2 separate regions of the Mus musculus genome follow, and region 1 is linked to region 2. A link is a contact called in public Hi-C data. All regions are on one chromosome and are shown on one strand. The core of a region is the stretch at or near the end of the contact, and the rest is flanking DNA. Distances in the headings are between cores, read along the strand shown. Region 1 overlaps Fstl1 (follistatin-like 1). Region 2 has its middle 57 kb from the start of Stxbp5l.

What was found. Hi-C and Micro-C count contacts between places; a contact is called where the count stands out from the background.
Region 1: a Hi-C map of cerebral cortex shows a contact between it and region 2, with 4 times the contacts expected there. The contact joins two enhancer-like sites. A contact is called at or near these places in 2 of 484 Hi-C or Micro-C datasets (cerebral cortex and embryonic stem cells) and 1 of 9 other capture datasets (embryonic stem cells).

What each region holds. Positions count from the first base shown.
Region 1 is chr16:37,809,370-37,815,751 of GRCm38.p6, forward strand. Fstl1 (follistatin-like 1) reads left to right here. Exons shown (of 11, transcript NM_008047.5): 3 at 6,337-6,382. Among named protein-coding and RNA genes, the nearest start is that of Fstl1, 36 kb to the left of the region's middle. Within about 2 kb of position 3,257, at least 70 of the 459 cell types and tissues checked have an H3K27ac peak or open chromatin away from gene starts, as enhancers often do. A contact at or near this core is called in cerebral cortex, where this site is marked.
Region 2 is chr16:37,439,008-37,444,836 of GRCm38.p6, forward strand. No RefSeq gene overlaps it. Among named protein-coding and RNA genes, the nearest start is that of Stxbp5l, 57 kb to the left of the region's middle. Within about 2 kb of position 1,719, at least 66 of the 459 cell types and tissues checked have an H3K27ac peak or open chromatin away from gene starts, as enhancers often do. A contact at or near this core is called in cerebral cortex, where this site is marked.

The DNA of each region.
Region 1 (6,382 bases), core at 2,007-4,506, 370 kb after region 2:
ACACAGGCAAAGGACTCTTAAGTGTGGGGTTGGCACAAATGCTTCGTGTACTGCCAGGCAAATCAGGCCAACTGCTGTAGAGCGGCTCTCCCCCTTCTTTTTCCCGTCCATTGATGGCTTGCACATTCCATTTCAAAGCTGAAGTGCAGAGACTGCATGGGGTCATGTGACAGATGCTCCAGCTAGATTTTAGCAGCTGGAAGAGGTTTCGTTTTCTCCTCTAAACTCTCCAGCTTTTTTATGAACTTGTACTCCGGGAGAGCATCTGAGAGGTCCTGATAGTCTCGTGAAGTTTCTGTGGCTAATTCTGACGAAGCAAGGAGACCCTTTCTCGTGTCAACAAAGTTGCTCTACTACAGAGCTGTGGCAAATGGGGCTGCATATCCACCTTGGCATAAGCAGGACAGAGTGAGAGGAGGAATGGAGTGGGATGGGGGCAAGAACAGAGACCATGCTGCTGACCCAGTTCCAACTGGCAAAACAGTGAGGCTGCACTAAGCCAACATGAACAGCTTTGCTTAAGAACGTCCGTCCTTGCCAGAACCCATGTTTTGCAGAAACAGTTTTACCTCAACAGGCTTTTTAGAAACCTTTCAATGTATATTTTGGGCTGTTCAACCCAGAGACTCGGGCACAGGATCGCCTCTACTGGTTTTTTGGGTTTTTTTCCAAATAACTTTCTTTTTTATTTGCATGCAAAATAATAATAATAATAATAATAATAATAATAATAATAATAATAATAATAATAATTACCTGTCTGTAAAACCTTGGGCTGAAGATGATCTGTTCCTTGGTTTGTAGAGAGATAGAATGGTTTATTGGAACTAGACTGAATTTGACAGCTGGAGGCTAGGGCCAGGGTACAATGAATGTCATCTTGGGGCAATCATTATGTTAGGATCTCAGATCTGGAAGGGCTTAATGTCAAGCTCCTTTGAGAGAGAGAGAGAGAGAGAGAGAGAGAGAGAGAGAGAGAGAGAGAGAGAGAGAACAAGAAAAATAGCCCACCAAGATTGCCAAGCAGTGCTTAAAAGCATTTGGTGTCCTTCCAGAGGACCAGAGTTCGGTTCCCAGAACCCACATGTGCTGGCTCATGACCACCTGTAACTCAAGCTCCAGGAGACCCAGTACCCTCTTCTGGCATCCTTGGGCACCCACAGGTTATCCTCATACAGATGCACACACCACACACACATACACACACACACACATCAATTTTTAAAATAAGTTTAATTGATTTAAAAATTGCTATGCAATCACACAGCATCGTTAACATGCAAGAGCTGAAAGTTGTCAACTGGTAAAAGGCATTCATTGGCCCAGAAGAATTTGTAGTGTGAAATTAGCCATGAGACTAACTCTTCAAAGTCTAGCTTGTCATATGCATTCAGAAGACAACATGGAGACAAGTCAAAGGTGGAAGATCCTAGCTACAAGTTCCTAATGCTTTTCTATTGGAGGCTATGTTAGTTTATGTCGACTTGACACAAGCTGGAGAGGAGGGAACCTCATTTGAGAAAATGTCTCCAGAAGATCAGGCTGTCAGCAAATTTGCTTAATTAGTGGTTGATGGGGGAGGCCCCAGCCCACTGTGGGTGGTGCCATCCCTGGGCTGGTGGTTCTGGGTTCTGTAAGAAAGCAGGCTGAGCAAGCCATGAGGAACAGGCCAATAAGCAGCACTCCTCCATGACCTCTGCCTCAGCTCCTGCCTTCAGGTTCCTGCCCTGCTTGAGTTCCTGGCCTGACCTTTGATGATGAACAGAGATGTAGAAGTGGAAGTCAAATGAACCCTTTCCTCTCCAAGTTGCATTTGGTCATGGTGTTACATCACAGCAATAGTAACCCTAACTAAAACAGCAGCAGAAAGCTTGTTGAGTTTCTATTTATTTATTTATTTATTTATTACTTGTTTATTTATTTATTTATTTATTTATTTATTTTAATTGTTGATGCTTGGGGGATTTTTGCTTTGTTTTGTAGTTTTGGGTTTGTTTGTTGTTGTTGTTGTTTTAGACAGTAATCTTGTTATGTAGCCCACAACAGCCTAACTCAATATCTTCATGCCTCAGTCTCTCACGGGCCACCATACAAGTGTTTTGTTGGCTTTTAAAGCTACATCTAGGTATTCATGCTTCAAGAACATAGCCGCAGCCGGGCATGGTGGCACATGCCTTTTAATCCCAGCACTCGGGAGGCAGAGGCAGGCGGATTTCTGAGTTCAAGGCCAGCCTGGTCTACAAAGTGAGTTCCAGGACAGCCAGGGCTATACAGAGAAACCCTGTCTCAAAAAACCAAAACCAAACCAAACCAAAACAAAACAAAAAGAACATAGCCCCTATTAATACTTCATCCATCGTGAGTACATTCAGGTCTATGTGTCTGTTCACACATTTGTAAGAATGGACATGCCTGAGACCTTGTATGGAGACTGTGCACAGGCCAATGTGGTTATCTTTCCCAAAAGTCATTATGACTGATGACAGTGTAAACAGTGTAAATAGTGAAAGAGCTGCACGCCATCCCTGTGCCAGGCCGTGCAGCTGGCCCCTCTGCCTGCAGCACCCTCTCTTGGCTTTACTTGAGAAGGGACTGTGGAGACTCAGGGACTAGGTCAACTTGTGTCCCTTTCGTGACTTGCCTGTCGCTGGTGCTTCCACGGAGCTTTTCTGAGTCCCAAATACTCCTCATTTGTTACATGCAACTGAAAATGCCAACACCTGAACAGGAATGGTGAGCACAGATGTCTGCAGAGGCGCGCACTGTTGTGGGTGCTGAGTTAGCATCAGTATGTCAGCCCGTGGCCTAAGGCCTTTGCAACCCCTGACTAGGTTACTACCTTAGACTTTCTGGCCAGAACCAGCCACTCCACAGAAGCCCACTTATGACTCTAAGGAACTTTCCAACAGCCTTAAGGAATGGCTCCAATACTTTGGCTTCTCAAAGATGTTGGGGTTTAATGGACAGCTTTGAATGGCACAAAGAAATGCTTCCCTAGAGGAAGTGCCCTTCATTTTTGACCTTGACGTCTGTAATCAAGCATACTCACTGTGAGGAGGTGACGGAATGGCTTTGAGCACCACAGAATAGACAGCCTTCCCACACTGGCAGATCCTTCTGCCTGTGTCCCTGGCGGGTCTACCCTCCTCTCCCTCACGCCTGTATTTCTCACTGAAAGGACAGAGCGGGGCTGCAGCAGCCAGGAAGGCTCTTCTGCAATGCGGCTCAGGGCTGTGTGAGACAAAGAGAGAGATTGCCACCTATTGACAGATATATCACCTGCAAAGAGACCGCTTATATAACCAGAGCCTCCTCCATCTCTGCTGTATGAAAGGCCCTCCAGGGGTTGCTGGGCCCTTTGCATTTTGCATCCTGTCAGTTCGGCACTGGCGTACCTTTCCACTGTCAATGAGACAGGGAAGAATGGGGACATGACAGTCCAAGGTGACAGTGACATCATTTCGCAGGGGAAACTGAAAATAAATCACCCCCTGTAGTGACAGTCGCTTCCTGTTACACAGCACATGGCGCGGCTCAGTTAATTCTCAAGACAATTCTAACCTTCAATGTTTTATGTCTGCACCCAAGGAAGGGGGTTGCAAGAGAATACTCGTGGCAGATAAAGAAGGGGGCTGGGTATGAGTGCTGCATATGGGATCTAAACGCCTTACACTTGCTATTGTAACATCCATATTCCCATTATAGTTTCCCTAACCTTAATGCATACGGATGTAAGAATCAACCAAACATAAAGGAATCATTTGCCTTTGGTTGGAGGAACATCCAACTCTATCGCTTTTTGTTACTGGGCCTCTCAAGTCAGCTTTCCTACCTGTAAAAGAGGGATAATATGACTCTGGAATTAGGAACATATAGAGCGCTTAAGTAGCACCAACCATAGTAGGTCACTTTGAGGGAAGCCAGGTGTTTACAAATGGATTCTTAGTTACCCGTGGGCTGAATAGAGGTTTCTCTCTCTCTCTCTCTCTCTCTCTCTCTCTCTTTTTAGTTTGGGGAACTTAGGCAAATTATTTGACCTTTTGGGGCCTCAAATTGCTCGTTTGTAAAATGGAGCTAATAATCATATGCATGCTCTTCTCAGGTTAGCCATGCAGTAAGGTGAAATGCTGTGTGTGAAAACATTCACGTTTTTAATTGCACTCTTCAAGTACTAGTTGTTAGGGTGAAAGAAAAAGGTGTTCTCCTCCAAACATAACGTCAGTGAGCTACCTGTGCAAATGACTTGGGTTGAATTCAGATTCCACATAATAGTGTTTATTAGGAATATTTACCACAGTAGGAGAGAAGAGGGGGTAGCTCATTGGGTAAAAACACTTGTAGCCAGGCCAGAGGGCCAGAGGTCAATCTCTGGAACTCACCCGATGGAAAGAGAACCCCCCCCACACACACACACACACCCAAAAAGCCATCCTCTGACCTCCACAAACTTGCCCTGACTGGTGTGCCCCTCCCACACACCAATAACTAAACAATAAACATGCACATGAGACAAGATGAGGCTCTGAACTCGGCAGGATCTTCTGCAAGCAGCCCTGTAAGGTGTCCCCTTGATCATGCTCGCCCCCTCCCCCACCCACCATTTTCTCCTGCCCCACAGACGAGGAGATGTGTAGTTTAAAGGATCAGAGGGACTAGTTAAGTACACACTGGGAACATTTGAGTTTTTCCTTGAATGCAGACATATGCCAAAGCTCACTGATTTGTGCATTTGTGTATCTTCAGCTCCTGTGATAGGCCCAGGGGTTAAAGTGTTCAGCTCAGGGAAGTTGAAGAGGCCACTGGAATTGTCTTTTATAACAATCAGCACTGTCTTTTTCTATTCCCTTCTGGCTCTGCTTTTTGCTCGGAGACACAGCTCCCACAAGAGGGAGAGCCCTGTCTGTCTGAAGAGTTTGCTCAATTTTATTCCCCCTCTCTGTTTAGGAAACAAAGATCTAAATCCATCCTCCACCCTTCTGGGAATTACTTCCTCTTTTCTTCACTGTCTGCCAGCTTTTTTGAATTCTCCTTAGCAACATTTTAAAAAAAAAAATTAGTTTAGCAACAGCATTTAAGCCAATGAGATCTGAGCATGCAAATGAGTTCTAGACCAATGAGAGCTCTGCATGGCAGGCAAGGGGGCTTATGGGAGACAAGAATAACCTGGAGTTTGCAGAGCAGCCTCCAAGTGGCAGCAGAGCAGCTATTATGGACCCATCACCTCTCAAGCCTCTACTTTGTTTCCGTGTGTGTGTGTGTGTGTGTGTGTGTGTGTGTGTGTGTGTGTGTGTGTGTGTGTGTGTGTCTGGTTCCCCCGTTTAAAACATTTACTGTTACAGTAAGCCTTGTAGGTATGAGTTCTTTAGATACACTGTAGGCAAGGGCTGGAAATGTGGACTTTGCTGTTACCCAAGTCATTCGTAGGCCTCTTCTGTCTTTGTTGTTTTGTAACCAGCTCCAGCCCAGTCGTCTAAGGCCTGGAAGCCTTGGGTGATTCAGCCAGCCCAGCCTGGCGGAACAGAGGCCCCGGGGGAATCCCTGTCTTTGTTTATCCACCACTACCACAGAGCTGGGGGGTGAATGTCGTGGGAGTAAAGGAATGTACCACCAACAAACTGGTCCTATCACAATCCACATGTGGCATACAGACCTTCCTCTCCCTGCAGTTCTGTAACATCTGTCTGAACAGGAAACCTGACCAGCAAGAAGCTTGGGGGCCATACTCTTTTTGGAGTGGGTTTGGTCCTCTTCATCTTGTAGCCTGGGTACACACAGAGAGTGGCTGGATATCATAGCATATCCACATGGTGACCATCCTTCGGTCCTTTCAGATGGTATTGCAGTAAATACCTTGGTGTTAAGATGTCTGGATGTGTCTCCAGTGTTTCCATTTCTTCCTAGCTTAGACTTCTCATCCTTAAAGAGACAGTTAAGGTGTGGAATCTTCAGAAAGGGCCATCTGATTCTCCCATACACCCCTGCTCCCCAGAGCACCCACTGTGGCCCTTCCGTATATGTGTTCCTCCCTGAGAGTCACAGAGTTCATGAGATCAAAGATTGCCCTGTGTAGCTCTAGCCCTTAGCATAGTGCTGGCTTTATCACAAATGCTCAAACCGTATTTTTTTTTAATGAGGAAGGATGCAAGAAAGTCACTCTTCACAGGGGAACAATCTTCAGTGCCTGTACCTGAGCCAGAACAATGCCTGTGAGTCTGATGCTAAAAGATAACTTTTGGCACACGGAAGCCCCAAGCCTGAAAGGTCATTACCACCAATGTTTCATCCTGTGATGGGCTCATCTCAGTAACGTGGCATCCTTTATGATCTGTGTTTTAGGAGGAACCTAGAAGCAAATCCAAGATCTGCGCCAATGTGTTTTGTG
Region 2 (5,829 bases), core at 469-2,968:
AGGCACTCCTGACATTTATTACATAAAGATGAAAAGCAAAGTCAGATTCTCAGAAATCCACAGTCTAGCAGGGAAAAAAAGACAGACAGAGAAACAAATAACCGTAATGCAGTGTGACACGAGCAGGAAATAGGAAGATGAATGCAGTACTCAAGGAACTCGAGATAGATTAATTTTATTCGGGGTGGTCAGCGAGAGCGTCGAGGAGGAGGAGGGCTGGTGTTGGAGCTTCAGTCACAGAGCTGCAGAAACAAAGGGAGCGCACAGGGAGACACCTGCCAGGGCTCCAGGGGACCCTGAGTCCCATGCTCTCTTCTCTCTGTTAGGATCTAAACCTTGAGTTGAGTGCCTTTTTCTTCTGACAGCATATAGCCTCTTCTCCAGACAGCAACTGGTGAAGTTCAGACTCCAGGGGGGGCTCCTATACCTGCTTGCCTATCTGAAAGAAAGCCCCTTCCAATTCTGAAGTAACTTCTATCTGAAGAAAAGCCCTAAAATGATCCCAAGGTACTTTTATGCCATCTCTCTTCAGAGAACTGGAAAATAAACTTGTGTGCTGGAAAGGTTCCCTGTTACATATTATCATTTCATTTCAAAGTAGCTCTCAGTCTTGACTATTAGATTAGATTTTCCCAGGCTGACTTCAATGAAACCAATATATCCCAGACCAATTAAACCAGAATTTCTAAGAATAGGGCCTAAGGAGATTTTCTTTTTCAAGCTCCCAGATGATTCCAGTGTGAAGGCTGTGTTGAAAACCACTGGCTCAGGGCTTGTTTCGTTTCTAGCCTCAATGCAGAATTTAACTATAACTCCCAGACTTCTCTAGATTAGACTCAGGACTACTTAACAGTTCTATTGACCTTCATTGAGAGATATATCTCTTCCTGTTCTGGCTTATCTCTGTTGTGGAGTGTCCCTGATTTCTCTCAATGTTCATCTCCCTGATGAACATTGAGAGGTGTTCCTTCCTCTCTGGCTCATGGCCTCAGGTTAAGAAACAAGTTTCAGTCAAGTGAGTCTAAGGGAAAGTTATGCATTCTGTCCCACTAGATCATCATTTCTACAACTAAGGGGTCATTGAATAGGAATGGTCCACATAGAGCCATGTGTTTTGAATGCATGGTCACAGAGAGTGGCACATTTAGGAGGTGTGGACTTATTGGAGAAGGTGTGGCCTTGTTGGAGGAAGTGTGTCACTGTGGGGGTGGGTTGTGAAGTCTCCTATGCTCAGGTTCCACCTAATGTGGAATGAGAGCCTCCTCCTGCTGCCTATGGATCAAGATGTAGAAGTCTCCTCCAGCACCAGGTCTGCCTGCACTCTGCTGTGCTTCCCACTATGATGATAATGGACTAAACCTCTGAAACTATAAATCAGCTCCAAACTAAAACTAAATTTTGCCTTTATAAGAGTTGCCTTGGTCATGGAGTCTCTTCACAGCCATGAAACCATAACAAAAGCAGGGTCCCTTTGGCTTTAAGATGTAGCCTTCACCAAATTTAAGCTTCTTCCTTAGAGCTGGGTCTTTGTAGTTCCTTCTTTATGTCTGGCCTGCTCTCCAGCCCCATCTCTCCGTGAGCTGTTTTGGGAGAGGAAGAAGGGAGCTGAGAACATGTGAGCACAGAGAGAGAAGGCTTTCAGGTTAAGAGGAGATAGACATACACCGCGCACCGCTGAAACACAAGACTTGGTTTCAGTTCTGCCTTTTCCCTGATTGGAGGAGACTGTGGGTATGGTGACTGGACAGGCTCGAAAAGACTGAGCTGATCGGCCTGCCCTCGGGTCAGCAGCAGAATGGAGAACGGAGGAATCTCGTGACTCAGAGGTCTTAGAGGCAGTGAAGGAGAGATGAGGCTCAGAGCAGGTAAGCGTGCCAGTGTCGCAGTCTACTGACTCAGGCAGAGCCGATTTCTCCTCAAATTAACCAGCTAACGCCTGTGGATGAAGCAGCCCACACAAGTGTTGGCTCTAGCCAAGCTGCTCATTTGTCAGCACTGAAGTGACATCATGTAAATTCCCAGGCAGATGCCAAACTTGAGGAAAATCATGAATCACTCCGTCTGTTGGCAGACACAGCTGCCGGATGACCTCTAAGGCCCTTTCTGGCTTTTTTTTTTTTTTCTTCTTCTTTTTTTAAGTAACTTTGAGAATTTGCACACTGTGTTTTGATCAGATTTATGTTCTCCCCAACTCCTCTTAGATCCATCCCTTCTTCCTTACCCACTCAACCGTATATTCTTTATTTTTTTTAACCCATCAACTACATTCGTTCTGTCTACATACTCTTGGTCGTATGGCTTTCTATTGGAGAGTATTGATCTACCAAGAGGCACATATGCAAAGAAAACGCTCCATTAGCCAGACACTTTCAGTTGTCAATAACACCTCCACTGGGGGCGAGACTTCCTGTCTACCTCACCCCTTCATGATGGGGTTCTTTTTGGCTTGAACTTGTGACAACCTTGCGTGTGCTGTCACAACTGCTGTGAGTTCATATGCACAACAGCCCTGCAATGTCCAGAAGAAACTGTTTCCTTAAAGTCATCCACAGCCTCTGGCTCTTATAATCTCTCTGCCTCTTCTTCTGCAATGATTCCTAAACCTTAGGAGGAAGAAGAACATAGATGTCCCATTTTGGACTTATAATTCTAATCTTCTATTCTCTGCACTTTAATTTCTTGGTCTCTGTGTGAGTCACTACCTACTCCAAAAGATTTTCTGACACAGACTGAAAGATGTGCTAATTATATTATATTATGGGTATGATGATAAGTCCCCAGAAGTCTGTTGAATACTGTGCCCATTTAGCAAAGTAATAGTAGCAGAATCTCCCCTAGGGCCTATGACCTTTCCAGGTACCCGTTCTTGACCCTGATAACAATGCCAGCTATGGAATTGTGGAACAGGCCTTAATTCAAGTCAGAAAGCAGTCGGCTATTCCTGTACCATTTATGCCACTCTTGCCCCAGTGGGCATGTCTTGCCAGGCTGATCATTACTGGTTCAAAAGGTTCACAGCTGGATCTGGATAAGACTGATATAATTTTCTCTTCCAGTAGTGTGCATAGAACTTTCTAGCCCTATGAAAGGGAGCCAGTAGGCATGAACCTTACAGGTAAACACCAAGATTCCTCTGTGTTCTATGACTTAAGTATGTGATGTCTTCAACAGTAGGGCATTATCTTTAACTTCAGGTGTGTGTTCCATTTATAATACTCAGAAAGGTCAGTAAATCAGTAAGGAGCCATGTGTTGAAGATCCCAAGAGAGAGGAGATAGAATACAGTCCTGTGAGTGAGTCAAGGAAAATAATGCAGCAGCAAATGCTAAATTGGGGGGGGGGGGGATATGGAGGTGGAATATGAAAGCCTACTACATGCACACATATAAAAAGAGTTCAAACAGAACTAACCTCTAATGGGCCAATAAAACCCTTCTAGACCCCAGAGGCTGACAAATGAAAATCCCAGTGCCCATAATGGGTTACCTCTCTTGGAGTTGTTGGCCAGCAAAGTCCTATAGATTCCCAAGCATCCCAGGTTATTGCAGGGGATTTTGATTACCGCCCAGAACTTTGACAGCAAGACATTTTCTAGCTTTTTTGACTCCAACGTTCTGTGATTCCAAGTGACTGCCATCAACCTGGCATGTCCCAAAAAGTGCACTTGGGAGAGTTCCAAAGAGCGTTGTGTTCTGGTGCCACTGCATTTTATGTGAAAAATGAGGCACTTTCCATGCCAAGGGAAGGAACTTGCCAACTGGCAATTTCCAACATAGGAGCGACCGCTTCCACGTACCCACTTTTCCCAAACAGGCCTCTAAATGGCATAAAAACACAAGACAATACATTTAATAAGTTCCTACCAGGGCAAGAAGATGTTTGTCTGCCAGAAATCTTACTCTTCCTTCTTCCTGGTCACCTATAAACAGCATCCCCTTGGGTCTAGGCTTCAGGAGCCATACCCACCTCCCTTTGCTAGAACAATCTGTCCACCCTTCTGTGGCTTTCTAAGCTTGCTTGTTCAAAGGCACCATGGGGGGGTTGGTCTCTATTTCTGATCCCCTCAGGTAGTAAACACTGTGCCAGTTCCTTCTGGGCTGAGAAACAGCGACAGCAGATAACTCAGCGGAAACGGGGACTCTGCACGGATGGAAGTAGACCATGTGTGTTCCCCTTGTGAGCATTACAGGCCTCTGCTCTCCTGCTGCGGGAGCAGCTGTAGCCCCACCCCCTATCCTTACCAGACTCTCACCTCACTCTTTAGTCGCTTGTTCTGGCTGTTCTTCTTCCTGCCAACACCAGCTCAGCCTCATGAGGAGTTCACATGCAATGCCCCTCTCATCATGGTGGGGGGGGGGGGGGAACGGGGAAGTTACAATGAGAAAGATGAACTGAAAATCCAGGGGAAGTCTTAAAATATCCCCCTTCATGACTTGGAAATATTGTGGATTTGGGATTGTTGTCCTTTGGTTTTGTTTTTAAAGCATTTCCTACTTCTAGGATTCTTTTATCATATTAAAATCTCTGTGAACAGGAGTGCAACTGCAGAGTTCTATGACACTCTATTTTTGGAAAGAAATGAAGGGCAAGAAAAGAAAGATATAACATTGATTTTTAAAAATTATATGGACGTGTCATATATTCTATGTTAATAAGTTAATATCTAGTTGAAATAGATTTGTAGATTTAATATTTCTAAAAGAACAAAGGTTACTCTGGTCTACAGTAAATTGATACTATCATAGAAACTTTTGCTGTGGACATCATCTGCAACATTTATGATAGCTAGTCAGGAAGACTCATCCATCCATTCTACAAAACCTTCAAACTCTGAAGAGATTAATGACATTACCCAGTAATCCCACGTCTTAAAATGATCTAGAATTGTGAGGATTGGTAATATGATCTTAAAAGGGTAACGTTTGGTTTCCTTTTTCAGATTTGGGGCTGGATCACGCTCCTCAGATGAGAAATCATAGCTAACTGTGAAAGCCGTGCATGTCTATGATCACAGCCTTTAGGAGCAGAGACAGGAGGATGAAAAGCTCAAGGCTAGCCTGGGTGATGAAGTAGGACCCTGCCTCAAAAATGTTCAAGCAACTAAACAAATAACCATTGGGAGCCTTATTGCCATCGTTCTTGGTTTCCCACCAGATAAGACCCTACTGCTGGAAACACAACGTACTTTAGTTACAGGATGTCCAGAAACCAAGCTGATTCTTGCCTGGATGTAGCTAGCCCCCCTTTCATAGTGCCAGAAGTGCTAAACAGGCTGGTAGGGGGAAAAGAGTCCTCAACATTCTAATTCATCCATTATCTCTGTGATCCACCATAACAAACAGCCTAGTGAGATATGTCCATTGGTGCAATAATGGCTTGAGTGTTATGGTGATAACCAACTATCTTCTGACTGAATTGAAGGTCCACTCTACAGAAGGTAACTCATGCCAAATACTGTATACCTGGCCATCCACCTGTGCCTAGAAAGCATCAGCCAGCCACGTGAGAGAAACTACAGGTTCAGAGGTTCAGTCCATTATCATTAAGGCAGGAACATAGCAGCATCCAGGCAGGCTTGGTGTAGGAGGAGCTAAGAGTTCTACATCTTCATCTGAAGGCTGCTAGCTAGAAGACTGGCTTCCAGGCAGTTAGGATGAGGGTGTAAAAGCCCCCACACACAGTGGCACACCTACTCCAACAGGGCCACACCTTCTAATAGTGCCACTCCCTGGGCCAAGCATATGCAAACCATCACAACATGTATGAAACTGTCAAAGAATAAATAATTTTAATTAAAAATTGGGAGTCCTTGAATATGATTCTAAAAGT